Regions from separate parts of the Mus musculus genome. Here region 1 is linked to region 2. A link is a contact called in public Hi-C data. All regions are on one chromosome and are shown on one strand. The core of a region is the stretch at or near the end of the contact, and the rest is flanking DNA. Distances in the headings are between cores, read along the strand shown.

Region 1 (7,172 bases), core at 2,253-4,752, 71 kb before region 2:
ATTGAAGAAGCCCCTTAGTTGGGGTCTCTACTGTGATAAAAACACAATGACTGAAAGCAATGTGAAGAAAGGGCTTATTTCAGCTTACAACTCTCAGGTTACATTCCATCACTGAGGGAAGTCAGGGCAGGAACTCAAGGCAGGAACCTGAAGTCAAGAATAGAAGCCATGGGCTGGCGAGATGGCTCAGTAGGTAAGAGCACTGACTGCTCCTCTGAAGGTCCCGAGTTCAAATCCCGGCAACCACATGGTGGCTCACAACCACCCATAATGAGACCTGATGCCCTCTTCTGGTGTGTCTGAGGTCAGCTACAGTGTACTCACATATAATAATAAATAAATCTTAAAAAAAAAAAAAAAAGAATAGAAGCCATGTCTCTTCTTCCACACTGAGCTAACTTTTCAGTATCTTTGTGCTTCCCCATAGGTCTGATCTCACCTATTCTGTTTATGGCTGGATACTTCAGTACCTGTCTCCAGTGAATCTAAAGTTCATCCTCGGTGGCGTTCCCGCCTGTGAGGAGAAGCCACCGAGCTACCTCCTTCCAGAACGTTCCAGGTTTCACTCCTTTATTAGTTGGCAGTTTCTAGCAATCCCTTCCTTCTCCTGGGCTTCATTTATTATTACCTTAGTTCATGTCCTTTCTTTTCCTTTAGACTCTTCTTTCTTTAGATTCACATCTCTTGTCACAGGTACTAAGTTAAACCAGTCCTTAATGTAGGCCCTAATTTTTTGCAACCTACTTTTTTTTTGTACAGCATCAAGGCATATCAAATTTTATTTTGTACATCATTGAGACAGATTTTGCCTCCTTAAGCATCCTGATTGGCTTGTTTGTAGCTTCAAATGAATCACCCTGAATATAGCTTTCATGTTGACCTTTGCTGAGTAGTTTATATCTCAGTGTGATGTATGAGGATCAAGAGTCAAAGCCCAGTGTCTTAAGGGATGCCTTGCAGCCCGGCACCAGTAGAAGCAACTCATGGTTGGAACCTTTAACCCTGGGATACCCTACTTCTTTTAGTGCTGTAAATTCTTAGCTAGACCAAAGGGTCCCACTATGAGTCTCTCCCTTCTTCTATCTTTGATATTTTAATTTAATTACAGTATCTCTTCCATCCCTTCCATCCCCCAAGCCCTCCATATATACCATTTTGCTCTCCTTCACATTCACGGCCTCTTATTTTTCACATTCATTGTTATTGCACACATATTTGTATGAATACACTTTATTTATTTATTTATTTATTTATTTATTTATTGGTTTTTCCAGACAGGGTTTCCCTGGCTGTCCTGGAACTCACTTTGTAGACCAGGCTGGCTTCAAACTCAGAAATCTGCCTGCCTCTGCCTCCCAAGTGCTGGGATTAAAGGCATGCGCCACCACGCCCAGCTTGTATGAAAAAAAAAAATATATATATATATAAAAGAATAGAAGCCGTGAAGGAACACAACCTGCTTATACTGTCCAGGACCACCTGCCCAAGGGTCATACTGCCTACGATGGGCTGGACCGTCCCACATTCGTCATTAGACAAGAAGATGCCCCACAGACTTACCCAATCTTATCTATGGAGGTGTTTTCCCTACTGTGTCTAAGCTCACGTCAAGTTGATAAAAACCAGCCTTTATCTGCCACGTCTGTAGACCTGAGCTCTACCCCTAAGTAGCACAAATGTATAGAAAGGTGTTTGAAAGACATTCCAGGGTAAGCAGCGACAGGTGGTAGGGATTTCTCAAGTCTGACAATGAGGACAATGTTATCGGGGAATGCAAAAACAAAGCATTTCCCGGTTTTTGCTGTTGCTGGTTTGTTGAGGCAGGTCTCGTGTAGCCCAGGCTAGCCTTTAAATCAGTTATGTAGCTGAAGATGCTTTTAACAGCGGAAGGAATTACAGGTGCACCCAAGCACACCTGTTCTTTTTATTGTTGACATTTTGAGACAGACACCTGCTATATGGCCCATGCAACATTGGACTATATAGGCTAGACTAACGGTAAGCCCCAGTCCTTCTGCCACAGTACCCTGAGTGCACACACATACTGTGTATGTGACAATAAAGAATGGACTTGAGGCGGGATCACAGGAGTGGGAGAGAAAGTAATGAGACAATGTGCTCATGTTTAAAGTCTAAAAAAAAAAAAACAAAAAACAAAAAACCTCAGTAACAAGAGAAAAAACAACCCAAACTAAACAAACAATAAAAACACCCTGAAATTTATATCCAGTAGACAGCAACCCCCTTCCCCCACTCTTGGCAATTACTATTTACTTTTTATCTGCAGTTCTGGCCACTTCATATAAATGGAACCTTCGTGTTTTTCTTTTTGTGGTTTGCTTGTGTCACTTGGTTGCTACAATGAAGACATTGGAATGGGAGCTGAGGATGTAGCTCCGTTGATATTGCGTGTGCTTGCCTATTATTCACAAAGCCCAGAGCTCAGCCCCCAGCCTCTGTTGTGCAAGCCCAGCACTTGGAAGCCGAGGGAGGGAAAAACAAAGGTCAAGGTCATTCTCGGCTCGCTAGCAAGTTCAAGGCCAGCCTGGGATCCCTGAGACCCTGCACGGAAGAGGGCGAGTGGAGCAGGGGAAACAGCTTAGGAGGTAAAGGCGCTTGCCACCAAGGCTGATTTTGATTTGATTGATTCTCTGAACCCACCTGCAAGTTGTCCTCTGACCTCCACACTTATGCAAGGGCATGGGTGCCCCCTCCCCCCATAAATTAGTTTAAAATGTAACAAAAATCTTATAAATCTGTTACACCTGCCAAGGCATGTGCTCCTGACGTCATCACTCTTGAGGTGAAGGCAGGAGAAGCAGCTGTTCAAAGCCAGCCTCAGCTACGGAACAAGTTTGGGGTTAACCTGGGTTAACCTGAATGAGCGCTTGTCTCAAAAATGAACAGGGCTGGGGAGGTGTCTCAGTGGGTCAGAATGCTTGAGGACCTGAGCCTGAATGTCCAGCACCCATGCAAAAAGCTTGAATGGCTGCTCAGAACTTGCCGCCCCAGCATTGAGAGGCAGAGACAGGCAGATGTGGGAGCTGGCCGGCTGGCCAACCTGCTTTGCTAAAACAGCTTCTGGCTCCATGACAGCCCATCTCAAACCAGCAACTGTGCGGAGCTGCAGCGGGAGACACTTGCTCTGTCCACAGCATGTGCACATACAGGGGCTTGCAGCCTAGTACTCACATGTACCCCCCACCCCCATGCACAGAGAGTTACAACAAAGCCGAAAGAAATCAAACCGAGGCTTCCAAAATGGCACAGCAAATTCTTGCTTCACTTTTCTGATGTAAATAACAATAAAGCCGCACAAAATAGAAGCCCAGTTTAAAGCCTAGATCTCGATGCTTTCGGTCAGAGGCTGACTGTGCAAAGCACTAAGCAAGGCTCAAACTGGGGAAACGGGAAGCATTTATAACGTGCTGCTACACAGCGTAAGTAAGGGTAATCGGAAGACAGGAAAGGGAAACCAGACACTGTAGCCCATGCCTGACGAGGTCACGAGTGTGTGTGGGGCACAGTAAAGAAACTGCTGACGTGACCTCTCCATTAAAGACGATTAGAAAGCATCTGGGAAGAAATGAAAGCAGATGGGACATGGCCAGAGTTAGGAAGCAGGAGAGAAGGCACGGGGGTGGGGTGGGGGTGGTGGTAGTGGGGTGGTGGGGAAGGTGGAGAGGAGAGGGGAAGGGAGAGAGAGTGCACACCAGAGAGCAGAGACTAGAAAATACTGAGAGCACACGTCGGGAGGGTTCTAAGTACGAAGAGTAGCTGTGGCGAGGGACAACCTTTGAGGGTGGAACACTCATTTCACAAGTCCCAGAGGTTTTCATTTCTCCACCAGAAGTCATCTGGAGGGCCTGAGACCTAACAATGGGGAGTTGCTGGTGTGGTGACAGGTCTGAATAGCTCCAGTACTGAAAGCAACTGACTGGGACCAAAATGGCTGAGGGACCAAAGAGTGTTGGGGACCTTTGGGCACAGACCATTTGTGTGTCTGAATTTGAACATTTTACATTTTTAAAACAAAAGTGTGCTTGGGTATGGGTGTATGTGTGTGTTTGTGTGTCTGCTATCCCAGTGGTTGGGACAGAGCAAGAGGATCAAGCCCCAAGCTGTGCCTCACGGCAAGAACTGTCTCAAAACCTAAGAAACCCTCCTGTGCACACCAATCTAGCTTCCAGGAGTGTCTCCTAGGGGCCCGCCTGAGGTCATAGGACAAAGCTACGCAGACACTGGCAAGCGGCTGGACCATCAGCGCGCAGCTCACCTCAGGAATGCAATGGGTCTGCTACAGAACATTCACGGTATGAATGACACGTGACAGTGAAGGAATGAAACCCATGGTGACCAACATGAGAAGTGCCACCCACATCTCATTAATGAAAGAAGTCACTCAACAGCTTGGCACCATAGAGGCAGAATGCTGTGGAGTTTGGCACTACCCTGGTCTACATAGTGAGTTCCCAGACAGCCAGGCTATATAGTGTGATCCTATCTCAAGAAAACAAAACAACAAAAACTTTACTATGAAACTTTTGTGTATCAGGTGAAAGTTCCTCATAATTTTATCAAAATATAATGTTTCCTCAGCAAGTGGGAAAAGAACCCTTTGGAAGGGCAAAGAGCTAGGTTTTGTGTACTTAGCTAGAACACAGACCTGTTTTTAAGTCCTCACGCCCCAAAATAAGACGGGGGTGGGGGAATGAGAAAGGGAGAAGGCTTTGGAACTGACAGAGGTGAACTGGTCAGTAAAACTGCAAGGCAGCCAGTCTCTGTCTCCTGGAATCAACACAGAACGTGGGAGTCATTTGATATCTAGGCATCCGATGGTGGTCTAGCTCATGCATGTTTGGCTTTAAAAAACTCTTTTGATACAAGTATGTTTTGTCTGCATGTATGTATGTGCATCGTGTGTGTGTGTGTGTGTGGTGCCTGTAGAGATCAAAAGAGGGCCATATATCCCTTGGAACTTCAGTAATAGATGTCGAGCACTATGTGGATGCTGAGAACTTAACCAGGGTCCTCTGCAAGACATAAACACTCTTAACTACTGCGCCCTATCTACTCCCTTCTGTCTTTTGTATTTATTTACTGAGGCAGGGGCATTCTGTGTAGCCTAGCCTCAAACTTGAAGCAGTCCTCCCACCTCAGCTTTCTTTCTTTCTTTTTTTGTTTGTTTAAGGACAGCATTTTATTGCTACCAGAGGCTTTATCAGCAGTACATGGTCTGACTGCAGTGCCTTCAGTCTGCAAAGGGAGCTCAGGGTCCAGACGCTGCTCAGAGAGAAACAAGGGAATAACTCCTTATCAAGAAAATCCTAATGGCATAATATGAAACTAGGGTACTGAATTAAATTATAAGTTACAGACTCAAATCAGGGCTGCCCCAGTATCTAGACAGTTGCTTCTACTGATTATAAATGAGCAAGAACAGATCAGTTACAAAAAATTACGTGTATATTACATCCATGTTTCTTTGGTGAACACCTGGATATATTAACCTTATCAGAAATTCTTTTATATAAATGTCAAAAATGCTTAAAATGTCCTAATTATGTGCCATTTTATTAAGCTTCAAGATAAACAAAAAAAGGACAATAATAATTTTAAACTAAAAACTGAAATGAGACACACAAAAAAAGAGAACTTTTCCTACTGCCACTGATTCATGGGAATAGCTTCAAAGTGCCCTTTTCAAACTAACATACTTGAACTGTGGATTAAACATGGCTGCCACACAAAGATAATTTACTTACTGAATTAGTTTAAAAGAAAACCACCTCAGCTTTCTAAATGCTAGGATTGTAAGCATGTGTTACCATACCCAGCTCCATCTTTGAAGCCTCACCAGTCAAAACAATTGAGTGGTAAGAAAGGTATGACCCTGAATTCAGCATCAGGGAACCCCTTGTCATGGGCTCATGCAACCTGAGCCATTTCCTGAATGGATGGCAGCCCTACCCAAATCTCAGCTCTCCTGTTCCAAAATGCACAACCGGTGTAGAGAGAGTATGACACCGTGACCAGAGGTCACTCGCCTCAGCTAGAAGGACTACCATCTATTCCAGAAGTCAGGCTACCTTGGTTACTGGTACTCAAACTCGCAAAGGCAGCAAGGCTGGAGCACTATTGTTGTGGAGATTCTCTTGGTCTGGAGATTCTAGAGGACCTGTGGGAATGGAAGACTCTTCCTGCAACAGAATGTGTATAAACAGCTACACTGACACCACCCATGGCTGCTGATTCTTTATTGCACAAGAAACTGGCAATACCGAGGCAGGGCAAGCATCACAAAACAATCTGTCAACCAACTTGGTGCTAGCTAGCACGGGCCTCTCTGTACACACTTCTGCTACACACTCACGCATGTGCGAACGCGTGCACACACACACACACACCTGTGAGCCTGATGCTTCCATCCTTGCTGGCATCTGGTCCCACACCCAGCCATGAAGCAGCCTTTGTGATGTATGTCGGGAGTCCTGAGGTGACTGCATGGGAGAGGAAGGGGTGTGCGACAGTGAGCAGAGCCACTCAGATCAGCATGTGCAGTGTGCCAGGGTCACAGGCTGTACCAGGGAAGGACAAAGGTAGGATGGAACTGTCCTCAGAAGGCCCCATGACTAGTTTGAGAGCATGCCTGGGGTGTCCCAGAGCTAGTGTATCTTGGGAAGCCTGGATGAGGAGTGTGTCGCTATAACCACTCTGGTACCCAAGAGGGGCTGGGCACCTACTCGGGACACTGTCAGGAGCTCCCCAAATGAAGCCAGGCTAATGAGGCAGCTCAGGCCCTTCTGCTGGCTCTTAGTGTCTTCTTCCACAGTCAAATAAAGCCTCATGCTCACATAGCACAAACACTCGGCCAGGCAAGATGCTCTCTCCATTTTAAGCCACCATAAGCTGCAGAGGCCCTAACTAGGGGAGTCTAGCAAAGGAGTCTCGTCAGCATCTGAGCACAGCGGGGATGCACTGGACCATAGAGGCAGGCCTCTGAGCTGGCGCAAGTGTTAAGCAGGCTCCTGAGAGGAGCAGCTGCTTGGGAAGCTACTGAATCAAGAGGGCTGAGCCCTCCACCACCCAGGGCACCAGGTCCTTGACAGAAGGTGAGAAGAGCATGCCTACAACACAACAAGCAACAGCCCTATGCATGGATGTGGATGTGT
Region 2 (7,093 bases), core at 962-3,461:
CCTGTTTTCATATGGAGACTTGTTCTGGTCCAGGCTGTGGAGACTTAAAAGTATTAAGAGTCAGCCAGGCCCAACACATAACATCCTGTGTGGCACTGCAGGGTCACCTACACAGGACCAAGGTCTGTGTGGGAACTGTCCCCAGCCAGGTGGCTCCTGACACATTCCTGCACTCTACCCTGATGGCTCTGGCCTCTGGTGCTGCTGGTTTGGGGGACAGAGTAGGTTTCACCACAGGGTGGCATGGGAGCTATGCTATGGAACCTGCTGGCCACAGACTGACAAGGGGCAGACTGGCAGGGAAGGAGCATGACTCAAAGGGCTTTGTCACAGATACTAAAGTTCCCAAGACCAAAAAAAAAAGTCAGCCAGGTGGTGGCATGTGCCTTTAATTCTGGCACTTGTGAGACAGAGGGCAGGTAAGCAGAGCTTTGAGCCAGCCTGGTCTATATAGTGAATTTCAGGACAGCCAGAGCTACACAGTGAGACCCTGTCTTAGGGGGTAAAAGTGTACATTTCTTTGAGGACCAGAAATCCTATCAGTTGGTTTCTGATTTTAGTCTTAAATGTACAGTGCCGGGCATTCCCACATAGCTCCCCTCTCGCAGGCACCAGAGGACTCCCAGCCTCCCTTTTGGGAAAGTTCTGTGTATAAAGGCTGCACTGCTGAGAAGCCAATGCTAACTGCAGCTTTATTCATAGTTAGCAAAACTTAGGATCAACTAAGGTACGCTTCAGTAAGTGAGTAGATAAATCAAACATGCTGGATGCAAACACTGAAATACTATTCAGTATTCAACGGAAATCAACTGTACTCTGAGTCAATGAAACCAGTGTGAAAGTGGCCCCACAGTGCACAGAATTCCAGGAAAGGAAAACTATAAAGAAGTGAAAGGACCAGTGCCAGAGCCAGGGAGAGCAAGGAGGGCTGACTAAATGAAACACATGAGGCTGTAACGGTGGACACACACCATGAATTCGTCAAAACCCTCAGAATGGACATCACCAAGCCAGAGCCCTAGCATAAACAATTGCCTCTGAGTGAGAACAGTGTGTCACCAGCCTCCCTCAAACATAGGCTGATCAAGGGCTGCAAAGGTGAATAAGGACTTCTGTGCTCCTGCCAATTCTGCTGGGAACGTAAAATGGCTCTTATAAAAACAAACCAGATGACAGCAGGGGCTTTTGGGTTCAGGCTTTTGGGTTAGGGCTGCTACAGCAATCACCCCCATGGAGTATGACCAAAGGACTCCTGTCCCTGAGTAAGCCAAGCTCTCTTATTTTCTCTATCTTTGTCCATGCAGAGCACTCTGCATAGAGGGACATCCCTGTTCCCCACTTCACTAGATCAGCAAACTCTTTCAAAGTATCTTTGAATGTTCCACTCTTGGCTGTGTACACACTGGCACATCAATAGTCCTGGCACTTGGGTTTGTTCACACTATGGGTATGCTGATGTATAAACACTTGGTGTGTACACACTAGCACTTGTGGTTGTTGCCCAGTGTCTTGTTACAACATCCTCGGTATCAGGTTCTGTGCCTTTCTATATTTTTGTCGCCATGACTTCTGTGAGTCTGGCTTTCCTTACCCTCAGTCCTACTCAGCTTTTTGGGCCACACTACCTCTCCCTTGGCTCCTTTCCTACAGAGGAAATGTCAAATAGCTAGTTCTAAAATAAACAGATATAAATAAGTAAATGTACAGTGTCACTTTTACTAAGAGATAACTGGTGCATCAACGTGCATATTTAGATGGTACCAATCTTCATAATTACTTTTGAAAATGCCCCAAATGCTTGTCCATGATCTCAACAGCTCAGAAGACAGCCTGAAGACTCCCTGGGAGCAGGGACTGCGTCTGTCACTGCTGAATGATGAATCTGCATGTACACAGATTCCTTTCTTCTTTCCAGCGTCACTAATGAGAATGAGACCATAGCCAGCTTTTAAGGGGAAGCATAAAGGTGCTAAACTCTATTTCATTTCAGGCTGACAAGGGAACATCTCCAGGTCAGCTTTGGTCAGCTCCATGGAAGAAGGAGTGGCAGTAGCCAGCAGAGACTGGAGAATGGCTCAGGTCCCAAAGCGCCTCTCTCCCTGTCAGCTTTGCTTCCCCATTCTCCCTTAGGCCACCCCCCCACCCCCCGGGCTTCCCAGCAGACTCACACCCGTCTGAGTTTATTTGTCTTTCCTTTCTGGGATCCGCTGTCTGCAGACACAGCCCATGAGCTATTCAGAGCTCACCAGAGGCTCTGGGCTGTACAGGCTTCCCAGAATACAGCTCTTTCCAGTCTTGGGGGAGGGGGGTTACTAATGCCAAGTCAAGGGAGCTAATAAATCTAAGAGGTTTTCGTCATAGCAAGACAAAAAAGAAGGGTCACAGAGGGAGACAGAAAACCACTACCAGGATGTCCTAAAACGGCCATAGTTAGAATGTCACTGTGAAGAACATGTTCAAATGCTATCTGGAGGGCCCTGAGGAAATCCAAGGCCTTAGGACCTTTATCTCTCACGCATGCACAACACATATGAAGTGCTGAGAGTATAGCTTATAGCTAGAGTGCCCGCCTGACATGGTCAAGGCTCTAGGTTCAGCTCCCAGCATCAGAAAGCATTCACATCCACTATATTCAAAATAAACTGATACAGACATGACAAAGGAAAATACGCTGAGCCCCACACCCAGCTTCCTAACCACGATCCCTTGCAGAGACCTTCTAATGAAAAGCTCCACCAGGCCTGGTGACACAGGCCTGTAAATCCAACTATTCGGGAGGCTGAGGCAGGAGATCACAAGTTCAAGGCCACCCCCGTAGAAGAGTGAATTGAAGGCCAACCTAGACAACTCAGGTGACTGGGGTACATACAGATCAAGAGCACAGCACCTGCCTACAGTATGTCAAACATTTAATTCCATCCCTAACACTATGGGGGAAACTAACAATTTCATGAAACTAAAAGGAAATAAAGACTCGATTCTTTTATGCTGACTCATTTCCTTATCTAGGAACCTTCCCAGAGGTTCACATCCAAGGCCCCACAAGGTTGGGCTGAGAAGGAAAAGGGCCCACACGGACAGTACACCGACTGGGTTCCCTCCCACCACTCACCTCACACAACACAGAAGAAGAAAGAAGAGAGAGGATCACAGGTGATCCAGAAACAGCACACCACAAAGGAAGCCAGACTTTCTTGGCTTTCCTATTCCAGCCTGGAGTTTCGAGACCATTTCTAACCTCTAGGAGACCCTAAGGAAGGCTGCAGCACTGGGGGTCACCCTTTCTACTCAGTCCCTCTTCCCTCTGCGCACATTCCACTGGGTCTCCTTAGCGCCTAGGATCAGTGGCACTGTCCTGAACATGTGGACAAAGGAAACCCTCCTAGTCCACTCTGCTCACTGCCCTGCCACGCTGGCTTCCTCTCCTGCATGTGTCTGCCGGCTCCATGAGCTCCCTCACATCACTAAGACTGAACTCACTATAGAGAGAGGGGACCCTGCATGATGGTGCACAGTACCAAGGACATGGGAGTCCTTCCCAACCTAGCTGGCAAGTGTCCAAAGCCAGCCTTGTTCCAGCAACAGAAACAAACCATGAATGTCCTTCTATGCTCTCCCCAGGCCTTCACCATATACCAGCTCCTCCACGGGCATGAAACGCTGCATATATATATATATATATATATATATATATATATATATATATATACAGTGCATGCCAATGCATATACAGTGCATGCCAATGTGCACAAGCCTGGGGCAACTCATACTTGTTTCTTCCCTAATCAAATATGAAATGGCGTGTAACCAGCCCTCTCAGGCCACCAAGATTAAGGATGTTACCTGGAGGGGGCAGGCTGTCACCTGGACCCTAAGTCCCACAGGGTGTCCTAAGAGGCCAGCATGGAGCACCCCCTAGAACCACTCTACCCGATTACACGTGTAAACCAGGCAGAAAAGACCTAAGCAGCTATTACAGAACCTTTGAGCATCTAGAATCCTCTAGAATCCTCTAGAATCCTCTAGAACCCAGCACCCCGCAGCCCAGCATGTAATGAACAGAGCATGGCCTGAGACTTCTTCTGAAGCCTTTCATTAGTATCCCTGTCTCCTCCTCCAAAGTCAACGGTTCTTCTGATTTCACGATTATTTGTTCCCATCCATTTTATTTTATTTGTTTTGTTTTGTTTTTATTGGAACATAGTCTCCTTGTATTTCTCAGGCTAGCCTCGTGGCTCTAGTGATCCTCCTGCCTTAGCCTTCCACAGTAGCAGGGGCTACAAGTACATGTCATAGAACCCCACTTTTCTCAATCATTTTTTTCTATTTTTACCTATAAAGGTATCAATTAAAAAGGTATTTGTCAGGCTTGGTGAGATGGCTCAGCAAGTTAAGGCCCTCATCACCAAGCCGGGTAACCTGAGTGGGATGCCTAGGACCGATACGTTGGGATCCAGAGAATAATCCTCTGACCTCCACAGGAGAACTAGGCACTCACATACACACACAAAATATAGAGAGAAACAAATAAATATGTGGTTTTTATTAAAAAATATTGTTGGGCTGGAGAGATGGCTTAGCGGTTAAGAGCACTGACTGCTCTTCCAGAGGTCCTGAGTTCAAATCCCAGCAACCACATGGTGGCTCACAACAACCTGTAATGGGATCTGGTGCCCTCTCTGGTGTGTCCAAAGAAAGCTACAGTGTACTCATATACAAAGTAAATTAATTAATCTTTAAAAGAAAAAAGATATTGTTAATCCAGATGTGGTGAACACATGTGTACAGTTTCAGCAGCTGGGAGGTAAAAGGATGAAGAGTTCAAGGCCAGCCTGTCCCAAAAGAAAGGAAAGATTACAGAATCTAATAAAATACCACACACACACACACACACACACACACACACACACACACACACACATATGCAGGTACATATGTATGATAGCCAGAGAATAACTTTCAATGTCTTCTCCAGGAATGCTTTCTGCCCCCTTTAAAACAGTCTTCCAGCTGGGTGTGGTGGCTCGTACCTTAAATCCCAGCACTTGGGAGGCAGAGGCAGGCGGATTTCTGAGTTCAAAGCCAACCTGGTCTACAGAGTGAGTTCTAGGACAGAGAACCTCTGTCTCGAAAAACCAAACCAAACCAAACCAAACCAAACCAAACCAAAACCAACCAAACCAAACCAAACCAAACAAACAAAAAAACCCAAAACAGAGTCTTCCAGTGATGCCCATCAGGTGGGCTAGGCTGGCTGGTCAGCACGCCCAGAGACCTCCTGCAGCAGCTCGTCCTCCACTGCCACCACCGTCACTGAGAGTACAAGGATTTTTATGAGGGTGCTGAGTTTGAACTTGATTGAGTCATCCTTTGAGCATCAAATTCAGTGGTATCAGTATGTTAGACCCAAAGTTGCCAAGGAAGCCAAAGAAAGTAGTTATGAAGCACTAGTGCAGAGAAAGCATTTTTGTAAGGGAGAGATTCCGAGGCACCCCAGCTTGAGCTGGCTCCCACTGAGGAGATTCTGTTCCCCTCAGCTCTAGACTACTCATTTACTGATGTACTACTTGCCCAGCATATGACAGGGCCTAACTATATACTACATCCTACAAGCCATCTAGCACAGCAAGTCACTGACTGTGACTGGTCTTCAGTGTGAGGAGATCCTTTGTACACACTCAAGAGAAGTGAGGCCAGGGAGACAGACCTCAGCTTCTAGTGAAACCGGGGCTCAAAGGGCAAATGCCCAAACATCCACTTGCTCTTGCAGTCAATAAGCTCTGGTCACCTTAAAAGCATAAACAAACCAATTCAAAAGCTGATTTCTGCTCTCAAGGGGATCTGTCAGATGCTGGGTACTGGTTAGAACACAACTCTATTTCCCAAAAGCATTATTCTGTACCCTCTGGGACTTACCTGGGAAGATTTCTAACAAAAATCTGCCCATTGTAAGAAGATAATTTTTATAAGTACACTCATATAATTCTCTTCCTGAAAATGTCTGTGAATTTCATACATTGTAATGAACACATCATCCTCTTCCTCCTCCTTTCCTTCCTCCCCCTCCTCCTCCTCCACCTCTCAAATACATTTAAAACCATTCTCTTGCCTAGGAATTCAGTTGCCATGGAAATGAGTTTAGAGCACTAATACAGGTTATAAGGAGAAATAATAAGCAGAATTACATCATCCCCAATAGGCATAACAAGTATGAACGAGCTCAGACTCTCAGCATAGAAGATGTTAACCAATATGCCAAAGGAAACCATCAGCCCCCCCCCCAGAAAGAAACGCAGTCAGAAAACCCCACATCCAAAGAAGCATGACCACCAGGCATCGCGACCGCCAGAGTCCCTAACTGATAAGAGGTCACGCTCTGCTCAATAGGTCTCCCTCACCCACAAGGCTGACCACCAGCCCAGTCACTGTCAGACACTGCTGCCTCTCCTAAGAATGCGAGTGCTGCGCTCCCTCCAGAACACCTTAGCAGTCACTGTCAGACACTGCTGCCTCTCCCTCCAGAACACCTTAGCAGTCTAGAGCAGGAAAAGGAAATTTCCAGGTTTCTGAATGAACAGTTCCCTGCCACTAGCTAGTGCATTTCCCATAACTTCAGGGCCGTCTCACCAACAAGGGCTACTTACCGGGATCTGCCACCAAAGCAGTTTGTACTGGGGGGCTGGTGCCGGGTCTCTGGAGCTATAGCAGTCCCACTGGATTCTCTTGAAGGTGGCTGTGATCCTGGAGAATGGAACAATCACAAGAAAGGATAGAAATGCTGAGAGAATCGGCCCTTGTTTGAGAGCTACCCACCAGGCAGAGAATTCCCTCTGTATTTTAGGAGTTACCCACCATGATGGGACAGGGACAACTTGGCAGCTGTAGCCTCTGGTACAAAGAATAGGGATTATCATCTGAGATCACACAGTTGGAACTCAAATTTGGGAAACAGTGCCTCTTCTCCAAGACATCCCAGATGCTAACACACAGTCCTGCCTTATCCATCATGAACTTCAGCCTCTCTAAGGTGGGGGCCAAGTGAGTGCATGAAATGAGAAAATTTTCACAATGCAAACAGAGCTTGTAAAGCCAA

What was found. A called contact is a pair of places that touch in the nucleus more often than the background predicts.
Region 1: a contact with region 2 is called in a Hi-C map of bone marrow-derived macrophages, with 49 read pairs. The contact joins two enhancer-like sites. A contact is called at or near these places in 4 of 39 promoter capture datasets (embryonic stem cells, epiblast stem cells, hippocampal neurons and 1 more), 2 of 15 datasets of contacts at CTCF or cohesin (CD8 T cells and the NIH/3T3 cell line), 8 of 484 Hi-C or Micro-C datasets (the C2C12 cell line, the N1E-115 cell line, bone marrow-derived macrophages and 4 more), 19 of 115 datasets of contacts at active chromatin or transcription factors (DN3 thymocytes, the HPC-7 cell line, the NIH/3T3 cell line and 11 more) and 3 of 9 other capture datasets (adipose tissue, liver and pancreatic islet).

Annotation. Positions count from the first base shown.
Region 1 is chr8:107,557,666-107,564,837 of GRCm38.p6, reverse strand. It overlaps Wwp2 (WW domain containing E3 ubiquitin protein ligase 2), which reads right to left. Exons shown (of 24, transcript NM_025830.4): 24 at 5,548-7,172. Among named protein-coding and RNA genes, the nearest start is that of Mir140, 10 kb to the right of the region's middle. Within about 2 kb of position 3,502, at least 126 of the 459 cell types and tissues checked have an H3K27ac peak or open chromatin away from gene starts, as enhancers often do. A contact at or near this core is called in the HPC-7 cell line, adipose tissue, bone marrow-derived macrophages and 1 more, where this site is marked.
Region 2 is chr8:107,485,194-107,492,286 of GRCm38.p6, reverse strand. Wwp2 (WW domain containing E3 ubiquitin protein ligase 2) reads right to left here. Exons shown (of 24, transcript NM_025830.4): 6 at 6,645-6,741. Among named protein-coding and RNA genes, the nearest start is that of Gm51547, 17 kb to the left of the region's middle. Within about 2 kb of position 2,211, at least 97 of the 459 cell types and tissues checked have an H3K27ac peak or open chromatin away from gene starts, as enhancers often do. A contact at or near this core is called in the HPC-7 cell line, adipose tissue, bone marrow-derived macrophages and 1 more, where this site is marked.